Linked DNA regions of Danio rerio: regions 2 and 3 are each linked to region 1. A link is a contact called in public Hi-C data. All regions are on one chromosome and are shown on one strand. The core of a region is the stretch at or near the end of the contact, and the rest is flanking DNA. Distances in the headings are between cores, read along the strand shown.

The links. Hi-C and Micro-C count contacts between places; a contact is called where the count stands out from the background.
Region 2: a Hi-C map of embryo shows a contact between it and region 1, with 2.3 times the contacts expected there. The contact joins the promoter of dlx2a here to the enhancer-like site in region 1. A contact is called at or near these places in 5 of 18 Hi-C or Micro-C datasets (caudal fin, embryo and an unstated tissue).
Region 3: a contact with region 1 is called in a Hi-C map of embryo, with 2.2 times the contacts expected there. The contact joins two enhancer-like sites. A contact is called at or near these places in 4 of 18 Hi-C or Micro-C datasets (caudal fin and embryo).

What each region holds. Positions count from the first base shown.
Region 1 is chr9:3,477,298-3,480,899 of GRCz12tu, forward strand. itga6a (integrin, alpha 6a) reads left to right here. Exons shown (of 26, transcript XM_005167411.6): 9 at 1,549-1,676; 10 at 2,118-2,207; 11 at 2,590-2,651. Among named protein-coding and RNA genes, the nearest start is that of cybrd1, 33 kb to the right of the region's middle. Within about 2 kb of position 1,819, at least 5 of the 62 cell types and tissues checked have an H3K27ac peak or open chromatin away from gene starts, as enhancers often do.
Region 2 is chr9:3,413,916-3,417,517 of GRCz12tu, forward strand. It overlaps dlx2a (distal-less homeobox 2a), which reads right to left and starts at 1,630. Exons shown (of 3, transcript NM_131311.2): 1 at 1,147-1,630; 2 at 409-593. The coding sequence starts at 1,471.
Region 3 is chr9:3,430,339-3,433,940 of GRCz12tu, forward strand. No RefSeq gene overlaps it. Among named protein-coding and RNA genes, the nearest start is that of itga6a, 12 kb to the right of the region's middle. Within about 2 kb of position 1,678, at least 28 of the 62 cell types and tissues checked have an H3K27ac peak or open chromatin away from gene starts, as enhancers often do.

The DNA of each region.
Region 1 (3,602 bases), core at 569-3,068:
TCTTGATGAACTCTGGGAGTCCTGCAAGAACACTTTCTTTGCCATTCCAGATGACTTTATTAATCAGTGATTTGAGTCATTGCAGAGATGTATGGATGCAGTCCTCTGAGCTCATGATGGAGTCAGACACAATATTCATTCTGTCTCCACTGCAGCAGGACTTTATATTCTATACTGGACATTATTTCTGTTCAGTGATGAGACTTTAGTCTAAATAAAGTCAGACCTTTACTGTCCTAATTAAATCATTAAAAATCAAGGCATGATCATGTTTTATTTTGGTCAAATAAGCATAATCTAGAGGCCTTTGCCTCTTATATAAGCCACCTCTAATGCCAAATGATCAACTAGAAGCAGGGGCGCCCCCAAGGGGTGGCCAGGGGTGGCCACGGCCACCCTTGTGTAAACTCTGGCCACCCCTGTGGCCACCCCAATATGATAGTTGCTGATATTATTAATTTAAATGTATTTACTTAAATTCACAATACTTCAATAAATAAATGAATAAATAAAATGCAGCCACTAAATTATTGTGGATTGATCAGCACCACTGACGAAGCTGATTCACTGAGATTGCACACTTTTTATTAAGAAATTATTTTTGAAACGAGAAAGTTGTGTTTCATCTGATTGAAAACCACAAATCCAAAATAAATAACTAGATGCATTTTGAAATCTGCTTTTCAAAATTTTGTTGGGTTTTGTTTGGTTTATTAATTCATTCCTTAATCATATTCATTATTCATAATTCATCAATGTTAGACATGGCATATATTGTATGTTGTACAAGAAATAACTTACCTGATAGAGGTTTTAGACTAAATATTGATTTTTATTTGGTTTGCACTTGTACTTGCGGAATAAATTACATTATTTCAAGAGTAATTATTGGAATTCATTAAAACGTCATTATTTCTTTTACCAAAAACAAAAATATAACATTACTCCTTATTCACAATATATACACAATTCATAATTTTTTTATGTGCCACCACAAGATTTGTTATGGCCTTACTTGGCCACCCCTAAGAAAATTTTCTGGGGGCGCCACTGACTAGAAGTCTAGTTATTATTTGTTGTTTCTAAATCTTGGATAGGCGACAAGACTTTTGTCAGGTAGTGTAGTTTGTTTACTTAAAAAAGGGAGAAAACTCTTACAATTATTAAGTAAAGTCAACTAATTGCTTTTTACAGTGTGGTAACTTTCATAGTGAATTTTCTAGAAGCCTTTTTTCCTTAAAATATCATGTTTTCTGTTCATCAGAAGAAAGAAACTCAACTACATGAAGGATGAGGAAATGATGACAATAAAAATTTCTGAGTGAAATATCCCTTTAATACCATCCTAACACAAATACGTCAAATTAATTTAGTCAGTTTTACAAATTTAAGTGGATTGAACATAAAACTATTACATTGTCCCCTCAAAAAACGTAAGAATTCTGTCGATTTAACTCATTTTAAATGAGAAATTTTAACAACACAGCAAAATTCATTTGTTTGAGTGTGATTGCCAGTTTCATGCAAATATCTAACATTATCTTTCAGATACTGGAAGGCAAACAACACAACACTAAGATGTTTGGATATTCCCTTGCTGGAAATATGGACCTGGATCACAACTCGTACCCTGATCTGGCCGTGGGGTCACTTTCTGACACAGTTTTCATATACAGGTACCAAAATGCTAAATGTTCATGCTAAACGTACAATATGTACGATTGTTTCATTAAAGAGTATCCAAAAACCGCTAGAAGAGTGCTATGTTTTGCTGACTTATGTACTTGCATTGTCCTAATTGTTTTGAAGGATGTTCAAATCCATAGAAATTATCAATTTTAACTAGTGAGACGAAGCGTGTGCTGTGTGTTCATGCTAACAACGTCACACACCCACCATTTCTGGTTTGGTTTTCTAGAAAACAGCAGCAAGGCTTTAATGTGTTGTGTGTTTTATTCAACTGCACAGAGCAGCATTATAACTGATGCCTGAAATGTATTTAGTCTGATAAAACAGAGCTGCTCCTTCTCCGCATGATCAAAAGCTGAAGAACAGGAAGTGGTGGACTGTGGCATAATAAAAGCCCCCCCCTGTAGTAACTTCCGTCTTCTTTGCAGGTCCAAAAATGTTATCAGCATCAAGAAAGACATCAAGGTGACACCGAAGGAAATTGACTTGACGAAGAAAACATGTGGCAACAGTATTTGGTGGGGAACTGCTTAAACACACATTACTTACAGTTGAAGTCAGAATTATTAGCCCCCCTGTATATTTTTTCCCCAATTTCTGTTTAACAGACAGACGATCTATTCAACACATTTCTAAACATAATAGTTTAATCGAAAACAGATATTGACTAATATTGGCTAATAATATTGACCTTACCATGGTTTTAAACATTTTAAAACTGAAAAAAAAAGACTTTCTCCAGAAGAAAAAATATTATATGAAATACTGTGAAAATTTCCTCACTCTGTTAAATATAATTTGGGAAATATTTGAAAAAGAAACTGCATAACTGCAACTGTATATCTGTGCTAGACATCATAAGTGTACCATGTTTAGATATTAACGTGTGTTTCTTTACAGCTTGACAGTGGAAGCGTGTTTCTCCTATAGAGCAAACCCCGCAACCTACAACCCCAAGATCAGTGAGTGCTCTCATCATCTATTAGTTTAATATGATTTTATCTTAAGGTCTATTCACACCACAGACCATAACTATAATGAGATCTGTGATGATCAAAATCAATTTCAAGATGTTTGTTCAGTCAGTAAATGATTAAAGTTTTTCAATCAATTAGAATCTATCTGATCTCAAAAAGCTTTAGGATTTAAACATGGGTATAAATACAAGCATATAATATACACCAAGTATATTTAGTGGCACTTTTTTTTTTTACTATAGTAACATTTTTTTACACTGTCTTTGTATCTTTCCACTATAACCAAACATCTGTGATCGATTAAGTAGTGAAAAATCTTCTCTCGTTTAACCGTTTCGTTGTGCGTGCGCGAGACCTGTCAACACTCCCACAGACAGTCTCACGTCCTCTGCAGATCCAAAGAGACGCTCCTTTTTGGGATATAAAAAATTTGAATAAATCTAAATCTCCTAAAATGCCCGGGATTCAACCTTTGCTTTCTAAAGCTGTGATTAATTGTATGCGTTTTTGCGTTACTTAAGCCTTTTACTTAAGGCTACTCTCGCTTGGTTTCACAGCTGACTGCACACGCACTGACACGAGAGTGAGAGAAACATTAAATAATTCATTTATTTAATCTAGACGACACAGAAAAACTTTACTATATACTCAGAGGATGAAATAACTGGTCTGAATATATGTACGTTATCAATAATGATTAGTCAATGCATTTGCTTTATTTAAACAATCTACAAGTTTTAATCTTGTAATTATTATAATTTTTAGAGATATTGTCTGTTTTTAATTCCTTTTTCTGTCATTTATTTCTCTTTTGCTGATTATTTTATTAATTTGATGATGTTAATATATTACATAGGCTATATATATATATATATATATATAATGCTTTGGCATTCAAGTTTGCTTTGAACTTGAAAGAGAGAGAGAAAGAGAGAG
Region 2 (3,602 bases), core at 380-2,879, 64 kb before region 1:
TTGCCTTAATTTTTTAAGCTGAATCAAATTATGAATCCATTAAACGTATATTATGATAAACTGATTTAAAACAGCTCGCAAAACCTTTCAAATTAAGTTAGAACATGATTGACTTAGTTTACAATGACCTAAACAAACTGTCAGAACTAATTGCTAATTTATTTTACAGTGCAATATTTAATAGGGTGGATTTAAACAAAATGTAGCCATACCAACGCACAGTGTTTATAATAATGTTACAACTAAAACCAGTATGAATAAGAAGTAGGCTTTAGGATTAATGGTTTAATAGTTCTTAATATAATATAATCACAGGTTGATATTATTATTACCAATTAACACTTTAGAAATAAATTCATAATTAAACTATATGATGGCCGATATTTGATGTATATCAAGCTTTTGTACCTGTGTTTGCGTGAGGCCCAGAGATGCGGCCAGCTCAGCTCTCTCCGGCAAGGCCAGATACTGAGTCTTCTGAAACCTCCTCTGCAGGGCCGCCAGCTGGAAACTCGAGTAAATAGTACGAGGTTTTCGGACTTTCTTTGGCTTTCCATTGACCATTCGGATTTCAGGTTCGCTTTCTTCCTTTTCTGGGAGAGACAACAAACAAATGTGGTAAATGAATTGAACTCTAATGGAAACATTTTATATATGTATAATGAAACCTCTATGTGATGCAATAAACAATATTTAGATTTCCTATATTATACACACATAATAGAGTATACTATAGAAAAGTGCATATAAAAACGCAATGATTTATGTTTTGTAATAAACACTACAAGTTGTGTTTTGCGGTAAAGTTGGTTTTCTATTCACACAATCGGAGTTTATTAATAAGAGCCTATAATTTCAGAATATTATTGTTTGCAAATTTTAAATCATATTAGGAACCAATGACTATAAAAGTACAATCATGATTACAGTCAAATAAATTGTGCTAATGTTGTTTTGAAGTCATAATTACGTGTTAAGACCGAAGTACCATAGTAAACAGTATAGGTGGCATCCCCGAACGAATGTGCAAATATAAAACCAACTTTACCTTAATAAGTTGTGTTAATACACAGTAACTTTGCGATTTTAAATTAATTACAGCGATAATTACTCATATTGGTTAATATCAACCACATAGATCATTACCAGCATCTGCAGGAGTTGGTGAGGAGCAGGAGCCGTAGGTGCCGTAGGGGCCGAAAGCGTTTCCGAAGCCCAGCTCGTATGATTTAGTGTTGTACTGGACGCTGTTCATGCTGTTGTTCTGGTACTGGTAAGAGCTGATCTGGCCGTACGGAGAGCCAGCGCACTGCTGGTTATTATTATTGTAGTAGCTGCTGTCGGTAGCGGTGGAGACCGGAAGAGTCGGCGATTCCTGGGACTTGTGCAGACTGTGGTAACTGCTGGAGGTAATCTGGTTCGAATGCATATCTGTACTGAGGCTGTCAAAAACTCCAGTCATGTTTTTCATACCGCAAAAGCACACTTAAAAGCAAGTCCAACGACAGAGTGAAGCCATAAAAAAAATCTTCAAAGGCGCAAAACTAAGTAGGCTTTCTGAGTTCTGTTGCACTATTCCACTTTGGAAGAAAACAACCGCGACGCAAAGCAGAACTGTGATTGTCTGTCAGCAGAGATGCGGGAGGACGGACATTTATCGCGCGTCATGGGGGAGGATGAACTTGTGCGCGCGAGGCAGCCAATGAATGCGGGATACAGCTCGCATATGCATGTTCATGAAATGTGTGGCGATGGTAAACTGCAACGCTTCGTGCTAAATGAAAACACACTTCGCAGTGACCTTGTTTAAAAAATATTGACAAACATTTTAATGCGTGGTCAATCATGAATTCAACAGTCTATTAATTATACTTTAAATATTATATATTTATATAAATGTTACATTATTGCGGTGTGCGTTGGTATACATTTTGCTTTAAATCAACCCTTTCTATTAAAATAAATACACTGTAATAAAAATGTTGGATGACAAAACTGGTCTTTTTGCACTTGCTGCATAATGTTGCACTTGTATTTGATGGTCTTTTATGCCAAAAATCATCAGAATATTAAGTAAGATCATGTTTTATATAGATATTCTGTAAATTTAATACTGTAAAATATCCAAACATCATTTCTTATTAGTAATATGCATTGCTAATTTGTTTAAATATTCAGATTTTTTGATAACTCAGATTACAGATTTTCTCATGGTCATATCTCTTCCAAATATTGTTCGATTCTGACAAAACACACGAATAGAAAGTCTACTCGTTCATTCATTAATTCATTTCCCTTTGGCTTACTCCTTTTATTCATCAGGGGTCACCACAGCGGAATGAACTGCCAACTTATCCAGCATATGTTTTACACAGCGAATACCCTTCCAGCTGCAACCCAGTACTGGTAAACATCCATGCATACTTATTCACACACATAAACAACAGCCAATTTAGCTTATTCAATTCACCTATAGCGCATGTGTTTGGACTGTGGGGGAAACCGGAGCACCCGGAGGAAACCCACGCAAACACGGGGAGAACATGCAAACTCCACACAGAAATGACAACTGACCCAGCCAGGACTCAAATCATGGAGCGACCTGCTAATGAGGCCACAATGCTAACCACTTTATTCAGATGATCTTAATTAAAAAAAAAATACAGTTAATTATGTATATTTTTGTGGTCCAGGGTCACTCATCTATATTCGGAAACAATTGAAATATGTAAATCAGTCTACCAACTTAAGCGGATTTATAAACAAACATTTTAATCAACAAGGCATCACAGTTGACTGCGTTTGAAGAACATTTAACGAGCAAAGAATACTAAATTACTATAGTCAGTGTTAAAATTATATACATCAAGTTCACATGTTTCTTCCTTAAATAGAAAAGTGATTTAAACTCAGTAATTAGACTCGTTTTATTTTATTTTTGCAGACTTGTTTCTTAACAGTGAGGAAAAACTAGTTATGATAGGCTGTGTGTGGCACTTTGACCTATTGCGACACCTGTCGGCGAAAATAAATAAATCTTGATTTCAATAATATTATTCTATGATTTCAGTAAATATCTCCGACTTTAATTGAGAGTACACAATGGACAGCTTATGCATTGAAATAAATAAATAAATAAATAATTAAATAAATAAATAAAAAAATAAATAAATAAAACAAGCAAGCAAGCAAACAAACAAATAAATAAATCTTTATTTTGATAAATATTCTATGATTTCAGTAAATATCCCCGACTTTATTTGAGAGTACAAAATGGACTGCTCATGCACTGAAATAAATAAATAGATAAAAAAATAAATAATAAAACAAACAAATAAATAAATCTGTATTTTGATAAATATTCTATGATTTCAGTAAACATCTCCGACTTTAATTCAAGACACAATGGACAGCACGTGCACTGAAATAAATAAATAAATGAATACATAACTACATAAAACAAACAAATAAAAAAATCTTTATTTTGATAAATATTCTATGATTTCAGTAAATATCTCCGACTTTAATTGAGAGTACACAATGGACTGCTCATGCACTGAAATAAACAAACAAACAAACAAACAAATAAATAAATAAATAAA
Region 3 (3,602 bases), core at 428-2,927, 47 kb before region 1:
ACCTGACGCAGAAGTATAAATCAGGCTTTAGAAGTATGCAGCACAGTAAGATAGAGGAAGTATGTTTGGTTAATATATGGTGTCATACAAAAGAAAATGACTTATTTATCTGTTTAACGTTAACAAAACATTGTTTTCTAAAAAAAAAAATAAATAAATAAAAAAGGATAAAAGTAAAAAAAAACAAACTTAGTCATATTCATCTATAGTGCATGTGTTTGGACTGTGAGGGAAACTGGAGGAAAACCTGGAGGAAAACCTGGAGGAAACCCATGCCAACACAGGGAGAACATGCAAACTCCACATAAAACATTTGCGATTAAAGTAACATTGAGTTAAAGGCTAAAACATTTGATGTCAAACTTAAAATGTACTCACTGGTACGTTCAACTAAGTAGCATTTTGGTAGCATTTAGATAGTCATGTTGTCTTCATGCTAGCTAAAATAGCTGCATTGAATCTGCAGTGTGGAAGTTCAATCCACTTGCTATGTTTACACTGAAAGATGTGAATTATATTTGTGCGCAAAGCTAAAATCTTGCATAAAACATTTGCAAATAAAGAAGAAATTTGATTCAATGAGATAAAGAGAACAAAATTGTCCAACTTAGGCTTATTTTGATTTTGTACCGCTATGTACTTTTCTGGAGAGAGCAAAATACATCCCAGCAGCTACGTTTTTTTTTTTTGCAGTTTTTGTTTTTGCGAATCCACCAGAGGCCCCTGTCTACGCATTTTGAGATCTCAAATTGTGTTGTTCTCATGTAAACGTTGTTTTTTGGCTTCTGTTTTTGTCTTGCCCGCTTTCTGGAACTGTTCCAGACTCAAACCCCGTTGTCATGGTCAACTCCTCTCTGTGTCTCAAGTCCACCGATGTACATGGTGAGCTAATTGGACAAACTCGTAACAGCGGTAAAGCCATCCGTATGGAGGTAAGTGGTCAGCTGTAAGTGAGAAAAGGAATGGCGTTATACCGCCCCATATTGTTCACTTCAAAAATGAAATGCAGCCGTACGTACTTCTGGCTACATAATTAGCGATCTCCAGAAACGTATACAGGGCTTTATTTTCAGAATGAGCCTATTAAATTAATTTAAAAAAATTAACCCAAAGTTTTGACCCAACAGCTGGGTTATGACAACTCAGGATTTATTTATTGTGCAATTATTGGTATTTATTTATTTATTTATTTATTTATTTATTTATTTATTTATTTATTTATTTATTTATTTATTTATTTATTTATTATTTAAGTACACAAAGACAGCAACTATAAACTGTGAACTTTCTGCTTTTTTTATTTAAACATGGAGGGCAGGTCTAAATATTTCTCAGTGGTTATCTATAATATTCCACACATGCGGTTGATAGAGCTTAACCCCTAATAAACTCTGCTTTAACACATGCCTTTGCATCAGACTCAGAGCATGCATGGAATTCTGTGAACAGCGGCAGATAAGAAGCCCACGATGATCACATGTGATAATTATTCGGACTGTATTCAGCGCATGTCTTGCTAACAGCTCACTCGAATGCCTGCACACACTTTTATAACTGCTTCTCGTTGGACTCAAGTATCCTGAAGTGAGAGATGCGTTTTACTGCTCTAAACAGCAACAAAAGGGGGGATCCCCCACAATCCCCTGCGTCACAGGCAGGAGCGAATGCCTGAGAAAGAATGCAGTGATGTCCCGATGCTCTGACATCCTCATTGTTCCGATCCTCCACCCCCATCAGTTATAAAGCAGAGCTGGGCTTTTGTGCCGCAGGATTTACAGCCGTCCACGCTGCACAAAAGAGCCCGCTCCCTGTCACAACACTGAGATTAAACTCAGCACTTCATGCAGGAAAACAGGCTTTTCATTGGACGTATATCACAGGCCACATGTTTTATGAATGTCTCTGTATGGAGCTGCGGTGCACATGCATGCATTCACTCTCCTGTTGTTGCAGAGTTCTGTATACACCATTTGGCCTTAGTTTTTTCTGCTGTCAAAACTGTGCCCAGATCATTTTTGCATCTGTGATTCAATGGAGTATTAACATTGTGGGTTTCTTTTCCCTAAAGCATAGTAAGGCTGAGTAGATCGTAAAAATTATTGTGCGACTCATCTTAATATGACAGTCTGTTTCACAGAGGCATCGTAGCTTATAGCACTTGAAACATGTCATAGATCTACAAGTGCTCTGGACTAATCGTTAAAGGTTCATGAAACCCTCGAGTACTTTTATTGAGATTTTAACAGATTTTTGTGTGTTGAGCATCAGTGAAGACAATGTTAGCACCTGTCAGCTTTAATTGTGGGGAAAACTTTTGAGCTTTTATCAGCTAATTTCAGCTTCCGGGTTTAAAATGATTTTTGGGGCGAATCAAAATCGGTGACGTAGCACAAAACTGCAAGTGCAAAGATGACGCGTCGGTTTCTCATTATTATTCATAGCTGAGTTTACTTATCCTATGAGAGAGCCGGCTTCCTAATTATTCATGACTGCACATGCTTTCCGAAGGCAAGGCAGACCTGCCAGTGCCAAGCTGTGAGACACGTTGATGACTGGGTGAGACCGCATGCATGGACCCACCACGATCCTGTCAGGGTCGATACAGCCATGCTGTTTGTGTGCTGCAAGCATTTTTGTCAGGAGAGCAGTACAAGAATTGGAGAATGGCGGATGTTGTCTTTTATGAGGAGTTTTGCTGTGCCGACCCCTGATTAATAAAGGGACTAAGTCGCTGAATAATTGAATGAATGAATGGTCTTAAACAGTCCTAAACGTTTTTGTCCTCATTGTGTCTTTTCAATACTTGCGGCTCATAAACTTTAGTGCCGATTCTCAGAGTTTTAGTTCAGAAACCCCCCAAAAGTGAGTGTTTAACTATGGACAGCTGACACCTGCTAGAGGACAGGTGGATTTGTGGGGGGTTCAGATAAGCAGACACACAATTTGTTTGTTTCTTCAGATTTCATTTAGGGATAGATCTCCAAAACATGTCAATTCTGTCATCATTTACTCATCGACTTGCTCCAAACCTGTTTGAGTTTGTTTCTTCTGCTGACCACAAAAGCAGATATACTGAAGAATGCTGAGAAAAAAACAGCCATTGACTTTAGTAGTATATTTTTGATGTCAATGGCTGCTTTTTCCTCAAACATTCTTTAGAATATCTTGTTTTGCGTTCAACAGAAGAAAGAAACTCTTACAGGTTTAGATCCATTTGAGTGTGAGGAAATGTTCATTTCAAAATGTTCACACGTTCAAGTGTACAAAAAACCTACCTGAGTTCATCGTTGGGTCAAACCAACTGGTTCATGTTTTTAATAATTGTCTTCAAGTTACTGTTTAAGATGTAATGCTGATCAACCTACATAATGTTTAACCCTTGCTTGACAGACATCATTAATGATTATGGATTTTCACATTTAGGTTCACTACATCTTTTTCTTTTTTTTTTTTTTTGAAGAAAACTATACTGAAAAATAAAGGTTTTACAAATAGATGTTTGTTTGTTTATGTACACTCGAAAAAATAACTCATTGGATAACCTCAATTTAATTAAGGGCATTTCCATTCAATAAATTTGTGTAGCACCAATTTAAAAAAAG